Regions from separate parts of the Pan troglodytes genome. Here region 1 is linked to region 2. Evidence: chromatin contacts called from public Hi-C data. All regions are on one chromosome and are shown on one strand. Each heading gives the region's core, a stretch centred on a gene start, on an enhancer-like site or on the middle of the called end of the contact. The rest is flanking DNA. Distances are from core to core; before and after follow the strand shown.

Evidence for each region. A called contact is a pair of places that touch in the nucleus more often than the background predicts.
Region 1: a Hi-C map of stem cell-derived neural progenitor cells shows a contact between it and region 2, with 2.9 times the contacts expected there. The contact joins two enhancer-like sites. A contact is called at or near these places in 3 of 7 Hi-C or Micro-C datasets (induced pluripotent stem cells and stem cell-derived neural progenitor cells) and 1 of 1 other capture datasets (stem cell-derived neural stem cells).

Annotation. Positions count from the first base shown.
Region 1 is chr9:17,476,166-17,480,455 of NHGRI_mPanTro3-v2.0_pri, forward strand. The region is part of intron 2 of ARNTL (aryl hydrocarbon receptor nuclear translocator like); the gene reads left to right. Among named protein-coding and RNA genes, the nearest start is that of ARNTL, 52 kb to the left of the region's middle. Within about 2 kb of position 2,661, at least 6 of the 24 cell types and tissues checked have an H3K27ac peak or open chromatin away from gene starts, as enhancers often do. A contact at or near this core is called in stem cell-derived neural progenitor cells, where this site is marked.
Region 2 is chr9:17,361,881-17,366,595 of NHGRI_mPanTro3-v2.0_pri, forward strand. No RefSeq gene overlaps it. Among named protein-coding and RNA genes, the nearest start is that of ARNTL, 62 kb to the right of the region's middle. Within about 2 kb of position 3,336, at least 6 of the 24 cell types and tissues checked have an H3K27ac peak or open chromatin away from gene starts, as enhancers often do. A contact at or near this core is called in stem cell-derived neural progenitor cells, where this site is marked.

The sequences.
Region 1 (4,290 bases), core at 1,411-3,910, 110 kb after region 2:
CAGTTTCCGGTGGCTGGATCGTCTGTGTAAGAGCTTGGACAATTTTTTCTGATTGTTACCATCATTGTGTTTACTGTGAAAGGGCTTCCTGTATAGTTGTTTGTGTTAGCAGCATTGTCTAAATGAAACAAGAGTGGCAACAGAAAGGGTTGGTGAGCAGTCCTAGTCTTTTGGGGTCACAGATCACTTTGTGAGTCTGAAGAAATTTATAGACTCTCTCAAAAAAATAAATGACAAGACAAATACAAGCCCAGCATTTTTCATGAGACGTTTTCCCTGAAGTCCACCCAGGGATCCCAGTTAACAATTTCTGATCTGGCAGGCTATGTGCTCTTTTGTCATTGTGCTGCTCCTCATTCACAGCCATGAAGGGTGTAATGTTTCTGCAGGATGTTTGTATTTAAGGGTTGTTGGGCAATTTGGCAACACTATACCTGTTTCATTGATACTATGTGCTATTTGCATTTATTTCCCATATTCGAGATATGTATTCACACATGAGAACTGGCCTGGCCATTTTGATGAGATGTACCTGCTGATTTGCACATAAACTCAAGCCATGGCCTGCATCTAGAGGATCGACTGGAGAGGCTTTTTTTGGCCCAAAACATCAGACTAGTAGGAATTTTATTATGAGTTATAGACTAAAAAGGGGGATAAACTTAGCTTCAGCAGGGTTTAATATTCTCAATTCAGGTAAGTGTAAATCTCTACTTTTCATTTTAAACATTTTTGAAATTTCAGTCTTTAAAAAAATGCTTTTTTTTTTTTCCTTCCAAGTTTTAAGGTATGGGTTTGGGAGAAGGCAGATTCCAAACACTTTAACTCTTCGACCTCAGACTTGCTTATGAGCCTCTCTTTGGAACATTTCCAGTGAACCGTGGAGCAAGCCTGCCACATCCAGCAGCCATAGGCATGATGATCACTGGTGCCGATGGCCCCTCCACTCCCTGCCTGGCTTTTGAGGCCCCGCAGAAAGAAAGGAACAGAATCCTTTCATAAGGAAGGCCCCAGAATCCTTTCTCCTGCTGTAGCTATGCTGCCAGTGTCCTCTGTAGATGGAAATGGAACTTGGATTTTGGGTGCCAGAACTGAATTCATCACAGATAAGATTAGTTGATATAAAGCTGTTTCTGATGAGCAGTTTTTCCTCCAGAGTTTTCATTTTTGCTTTTTCTAAATTATACAAAATAATAGACACTCATTACAAAGGGAGGATCATAATGCTCCATACCTGGTTTTGAATTCCACTTCTGTCACTTATTAGATGCAGCCCTGGGCAAAACACACGCCCTCTCTGAGCCTTGATTTTTCTCATTGAATGGGAGATCTAATTATTTTACCTCATAATACTGCTGTAGGGATTGAAGGAGATTGGTATAAATAATGGTTTTCTGAGAGTCTGGTGTGTATTTGCTTTTTTTCAGTTAATATGAATTGAGCACCTACTAAGAGCCGGTCACTGTTCTAGTTGATATGGAACCAGTCAAGAGCAAGACAGAGAGGGTCTCCGCTCTCATGGTGCTCACATTCTAATCAGAGGAGGCACAAGAACACAAGATCACTTCAGTTATTAAGAAATTAGAACCCAGGGGTAGCATGAGAGTCACAGGAAGGACCCCTTCACGTCGGATGGCCAGCAGAACCCTCCCTGAAGAGCTCAATGCTTTGTGATGCCCCCGGTCCCAAGTTTTCCAGGACTCCTACTTTTAAAAACACTGCCCCTCCAAGTATATAGGTCTCAATTTTGAGTTTGGAAAATCTGACCACATATTAGTTCTCTTGTTCATTAATGGGCTTCCCATTTAGAGAGTGAGTTCCTGGGACAGGAGCCATGTCACAGGACGTTTTGAAGGTCTCAGGGCCAATATGGACGACACTTCTCTTGAACACTCACCCAGTTGGGCTGACATGAAAACCTCATGGTGGGAGGTGGGGGGTGATTAGTTTCCAGCCAGAGCCCATTTTGCTCCATTGCTGCTTTGAACATTCTGGTTTCTAAGGAGCTGGAAGTAGTTTCTCTCAGCGAGAATGTGGCACACTGTCATCTCCTGATTCTCTGCATGCAGTTCTTCAATGGCTTGTTGAGGCTGCGTGGAAGCCCAGAGGTCGGGGCAGTTCCAACTCACACACTGGCATTTGAACGGCAGAGCAGTAAGCCCTACACCTGACATAACTGCATTGCCTTCTTGGGGTACGGTATGGATTTTTAAATGACCATTTCAGCCTGCTGGGCTGGGCAACGGTGATCCAAACTGATGAGTCAGGAAGCCACTGAACAGAAAGGCAGGCTGCATCTGACTCACCTGTCATGTCGATAGTTGACCTCCTTTTGTTTGACCTTGATTTGCTCAGTGCAATTAAAGATGCTGTTGTGAGTGCACTTCTGCTACCTGATTTAAATAAAGTCTAACATGTGACAGCTCAGGGTCTTAAATGCACACACGACTTAGGCAGACGGACAGATGGGTGAGTGGTTAGCCTTTCACTTACCTCTGAATTGTAATTCTATCACAAGGAAAGGGCTTAATTTCAGGAACACGGAGTAATTATTTGAGACTAGATACAATGCCAAAGCAGCAGGCCTTGATTCCTTGCTACAGGGCAGCTTAATCAGGAAATGGCCTAGATGGCTGCCTTTCAAGTAGGTCCTTGCAGTAGCTTGGCAACAGGCACAGGGTCATAATTGGAAGAATTTGGCTGTGAGTGTCTGTGGGTGTTTACAGTGCACTATAGGGCAGGGCTTCTCTTATTTATAGAATATTTTGAGCAACAAGCAGCAGAAGGCTGAAAAGCCACTAAAATCTCGATTTATTTTTAACAAATTCCATTTTTCTCCTCATCCCAGAAGGAGAACTGAGTTATTAAAAAACAGTTAAAAAATACATCATTGCAGAGCATGCCATATCTAATTATGGGGTTGCCAGCATCGGCCTGCAGCCACATTTCAAGGGCTTCGTAAATCAACCATCCATTCAATCTGTGAACTTATATGACTCCTGTTCTCCATTTAGATGTAGAGCGAAATTATTGGCAAGTGGGTGCTGATCAGAAAAAGTTCTTCCCTGTCTAAATTAGGAGATGGGAGGGATAAATATAGAATAGTATACTTATGTTCTCAAAAGGAGATAAAATCATTCTTCATTGTCCATTATACTTAGCTGCACAAACATCCATCCCATTGCACTAAATAGCCACTTTAGAGTTTTCACACATTGCAATGGCAGTTCTGTGCCACTCAAAGGCACAGTATTGTGATATCTTGCTGAGCCTAACCCTGAGTGATTATTGCTCACGTAGTCATGAAGAGACATAAACCCAGTGCTTTTTTGCCTGTGTCGTTGTAGTGTACTAGAGCTACAAGATAGGCCTTCAGAGAGACACTAGTTTTAAGTATATCTCATTGTAGGTGGGGAAGCAGAGGCCTAGGCAAGGGAGTGACTTGCCTAGGGTCCCATTAAGAGTCATGGCAGAGGTGGGCTGGGGCGGCAGTCTCTGTGCTTTTCTTGACAGTGCCCTGCTGTGCTCACTGGAGCTACTGTATTAAACAGATACCCTTCAGGGGTTCACAGTCTTAGAAGACACAGGCATGAAGATGGCCAAACAATTAGCCCATGCATAAGCAGACCAAGATATGTGTATATAACAGATTTGTTGAGTGGTAGAGAAAATGAGAGTGGGGAATTTTGGAATCTATTTGGATAGCAAAGTAAGGGTAACGTCAGTTGCTCTCTGACCCACTTGGGAAAAGCTTATAGAGACGCTATAAAGTTTTCTAATGGAAAAAGGTGCAGTACATTTGCCATGTGTTAGTGGGAAGGTAAGTACGATGCAGTGGTGGGTGGTAGGAGGCAGTGAAGATAAGTATTGCAACTTTGGAGGAGCCCTGGGAATGGATTGTTGAGGTGATTTCATAGGAATACCAAAGGGAGCATAGGACCAGGGCACAGGCCAGAGACAGGCAATCCCAAGTTCCCTGGAGTACCCTGCCCTTTTCTGGGAAAGCAAGTGGGTGGCATGAGTGCTATGTTCCCAATGCTCTGGCCCCACCCCTGGTAGAAGAATAATAACTGATCATTATTCTGGGTTTTTTCTGAGCCTCTGTATCTTTGAGTAGCATTCTGGTAGCCAATATCAGTGGACTGGTGCCAGCCTGTGTGGTGAACCTCTATCTCTTTCTTGCCCTGGGCTGCATGTCAGGCACAGTGCCTAAGCCAGAGTGGGCTTTGGGGAGTTACTTCTCTTTCTGAGGCTGGAAGGGGCAGAGGGACGTAGGGAAAACTTTGCTAG
Region 2 (4,715 bases), core at 2,086-4,585:
ATGGCTGTAGAGGGCAGAGGGATGCATAGTGCCCCTAAAGGGCAAGTCAGCCTGTTGTATCAGGAAGGAGCAGAGAAAAAGTTGAAGATCTAGGGGTGGTTTGGTGGTTATGGAACAAGCAATTCCAGAGGGCTCAGTCATAAGAGCTTGGTAGGTCAGGGGCTAGGGCAAAGGCAGGGCACGGTGGCTCAAACCTGTAAACCCAGCACTTTGGGAGGCCAAGGGGAGCAGATAACAAGGTCAAGAGATCAAGACCATCCTGGCTAACATGGTGAAACCCCGTCTCTACTAAGAATACAAAAATTAGCTGGGGGTGGTGTCATGTGCCTGTAATCCCAGCTACTTGGGAGGCTGAGGCAGAAGAATCACTTGAACCTGGGAGGCGGAGGTTGCAGTGAGCCGAGATTGCGCCCCTGCACTCCAGCCTGGCAACAGAGCAAGTCTCAAAAATAAATAAATAAATAAATAAATAAGAAAATAAGAAAAAAAAAAAAAGGATGCATCATTAGGGAAGGGATAGCTGAGAGGATTTATGCTTGGGTTTTTGGCAGATTAAAACAGGGACGGCCAGCATTGAAGATTTTGTATCAACTGTCTCTTCGAGGAGGGTGTGGCTGCAGATGGGGTGGTCTCTTACTCCAGGAAGCTCTAGGAACATCAAAGCTAGACAGATTGAAAACAGCCTTAGGACTGCTGACCACCTACACAGCCCAGGTGATGGTAGACTCAAGAAGCTGAGTCTATAATAACATGGAGATAATGCTCAGTGAAATTTAAAAAACCTTACCACAATCCTACTATCTTACAAGTCAGAGCTTCATTGTTTCTTAGCTTGCCTTCCTTCCAGATTTGAATTGACTTTTTATGTAAGGTACTTATAACGTACACATAGTTTGAGATTTGCCTTTTCCCCCCTCTTAACAGGACATCAGGTATTTTCCACATGGTTCCATCTTAATCTTCGTTAATGTTCAGTGTGGTATGAATAATTGCTGCTCTCGCCTGGGGATTTTTTGGTAACACATGAACATTTAAACACTCCTGCCCCGAACACAAGCATGTGCACACACATACACACACAGATAAAGACATTCTCTATGCAGAGAATAGAGCACCTCTAATGTATTACATATTATCCACAGCCCACTAATGTATCTCGAGAGCTGTTCATCCTTTCTTAATCTTTTCTCTTTAACATTTGGAACAATTAGCAAGCTAGCTGCAACCCCACCCCTTTCTCGCCCACTCAGGAAAACATGCAAGTGAGTGAAAATGACGTTATTATAAGAATAACCTTGAATCCACTCCAGTTTATAACAAAAGCAGCTCATTTGAAAACTTTGGTGCTTTTACTATTAATAGTGTGAATTCCTTGCTACACAGTTCAGGCCTGAGTGCAACACACCAGTGAATCCTGCCACTGTCGTTGAGGGCTGCTGGCCTCCGGGGAAGACAGACACTAATTCAGTGTGATGGGAGCACAGTCCACATCCCCAACATGGGTCCTGGAGAATGCATATCTTCTCAGAAGAGCTGACATTTGAGCTGGCTCTTGAGGGAGGCTGGCATTCAGACCTGGAGAGAAGGCCATTCCAGGTAGAAGAAAGATTATCTACTGAGGCTTTGAGGCCTGAAAAAGTATTACCCAGTTGGAGACTGGTGCACATTCTGCAGTGGCTTAGAGAGCAGAGGGGTGTGTGGTGTCCTTAGGGCCAGCCAGCCTGTTGTACCTTGTGCACAGAGGGAAACATCTGAAGATGGTGCTGGGCAAGAGGCCAAGTGAGAAGGACCTTGTAGGATCCACTGAAGGGTTTTGACATTTTCCCATAGGTTTGGGAGCCACGGAAGGTTTTTAAGCAGAAGATGATGTTATATAGGTACACTTTGGTTTGGAAAATTCCAGCAAGAAGGGTATGGGCAAAAGAGCACAGGGGAGAGAAACTGGAGGCCAGGGTAGAAGAGCTCAAGAAGGAGGTCAGGCAGCGCGGGTGGAGGGGCAGGTAGATGGGATCAACTTGGGAAGTGACTATTCTTTGAACGTAAAAGATTGAAAGCAAATGTAATGGGCCTGATGGTCATCTTTCTGTAGGATCTCTGCATTATCCCCACTGGTATGATGCTTGGTCAAGCGGGTGACCGCACCCTGCCTGCAGTTTGTAACACTGTGTCATGACATTGTCAAACATCACTCCATCACTCCATGACTGAGAACTGAGTCATGGAGTCAATTAGAAGCTTTCCTAAAGTGAAGGGCTTTGGGAAGAAATTTTTAATTTTTTACAAAAAAAAAATCAAAAATATTGTGAGAAAGAGATTTTCCCCAAGCAGCTCCTTTGCCAATTTGTTGGTTAATAGAATTAGCAGGGGTGAAAAAGTCACATGGACTCAAATTTGAATCTCTGATCCACTTACAAGTTTTATGACTTTGAACGAGCTACATAATTTGTCTGATCCTCAGTTTCTTCATCTAGAAAAGGGGATAAAAATTCCCACCTGATGTCCGGGCTGGGTGGCTCACGCCCGTAATCCCAGCACTTTGGGAGGCCAAGGTGGGCAGATCACCAGAGGTCAGGAGTTTGAGACCAGCCTGGCTAACATGGTGAAACCCCGTTTCTACTAAAAATACCAAAAATTAGCTGGGTGTGGCGGTGCGCACCTATAATCCCAACTACTTGGGAGGCTGAGACAGGAGAAACGCTTGAACCCGGGAGGCGGAGGTTGCAGTGAGCGGAGATGGCGTCATTGCACTCCAGCCTGGGCAACAAGAGTAAAATTCGGTCTCAAAAAAAAAAAAATTCCTATCTGAGGTCAATGGTGAAGATTCAGTGGGATAAAATGTGTAAACGCTCCTCAATGCACATTCCCCGGCCTCTGCCTCAGCATTCATTGTGGTCCCGTGAGAGTTAACTCATAGACCTAAGAGCCATCGAGAGCTGAAAAACAAAGGGTTTGGAGGGAGAAGCTAGTGGGTGTACTCCCAGGCAGAAAGGGAAGTAGGATGAGATGCTCCCCATTAAGGCTGACTAATTTCACTGGAATCCTGTGAAGGACAAAGGAGGTTAATTCAGTGAAATCTCTGGAGTGTTTCAAAGAAACACTGTGTGTGCCGGCAAGTCCCCTTCAAGCTCAGCAGCCTCCTCTGGTGGGGGTGGGATTGCTGTGGGTGTGACAAGGGGGCTTCTCAACAATGCCCTGAATTCTGATCATCCAGTGCTGCTTCCCTGCCTGCCAGGGACCAGAGCAAAGGGAAGCTGGGACGGCCGTGGGGCTGGGCAGGGCAGGCTTCCCTGTGGTGCTCCAGGCTGCAGTGCTGGGTTTGGGGAGGTTTCTGAGGGTTCCGAGGCTTAGCAGGATGGAGTGACAGCCCATGGCTGACTCACTGCCCAAGAGGCTGGCAGCTTGCAGCAGACCAGCCGGCGGCCCGAGGGTGAGCTCATAACCACAGGGATCCTGAGCAATGTCACCAAAGCCAGCTCTGTCTGTGGGGCAGAGAGGCCCCCTGTCTGGGACTGAACTTTCTTAAAGATCACTGGCTATCCTTAAAGATCCACAAAGATCACTGACTCCAGAGAGGGGTCCAAGGGCCGCTAGCTGCTGCGCCCTTGGGTGCACCCAATGTCCTGCCATTTTACCTTCTATAAAGGCAATTCATAAAATGGCTAATGACAGATGATGTCATTTCTGTGCCTTGCTGAGAAGTTCATATGACTACATTCATAAGCAGAACTCCGTCCTTGGTCAGACACCCTGCCCCTATTTGGGGTTTGGAAAATATGGTTACTGTCAATATGCTAAACTGAGGCCTTCCTGTCTGTGGTAGAAAAATCCACAAGGCATGGCTTGATTAACCTAAGAAAAGTACCGCCAGCAGGGCTGCCTACCTTGCAGAAAGTGTCTCTTCCTGAGGCAGGCAGCAACAGAGAAACACAGAAAATACCCACACATGCACACACACAGACACACACGGTGTCTATAGGACCAAAAAAAGGAAAATCCCCGTGAAAAAATTAGAGTTTTCATTCATCTTGATGATCCATTTGGGTCACAGAATAATAGAGGAGGTTAATGGTGTAGCTTAAGGACAAGCAAACACCAAGAAATGCTTTAAAAGAAGGTACCTCTTGGTTGCGGGTGATTTTGAAGTAACCAACAGTTCATGTAATTTGCTATTCCAAGAAATTGTATCAGACTTGCAGGAGTAAATCTATTGCTGACTTCTATACCTGGGGTCTGGGAAGTCCTTGCTATTCTCAAGCACTTCCCCATCAGCTTGTGATGTTCTGATGTTTCACATTAATGAAGCTTCATTTGATTTAAAGCTTTCACTCCTAGAGTCTTCTTTCAAAATGTTCACTCAGTACATTGTGTGAATTACAATATTTGCATTACCAGCCAGCTTTGATTGAGTTTAAGAGATAGCTGAGTGCAGTATTCTATTTGATTTCCCTTCCTTTATTTCCTTTGCTCCTTCTTTTTTCCTCTTCCTCCTTTCTTCTTCCTTCACCCACTCTCTCCTTCCTTTATTTTATTCATATATTTATTTTATAGATATCTAATGAGCACATACGCTGGGAGTAGAGAACAGTATCTGAGAGTCTGAGGACATGGATCCAGACCCTTTTCCTTTCTTGGGCATGACTTAAGGCTTGTTTTTATTGGCAAAAAGGGGATAAAAATGAGACCAGCCTCCCAAGGTGGTTTGTCTAGTCCTTTGT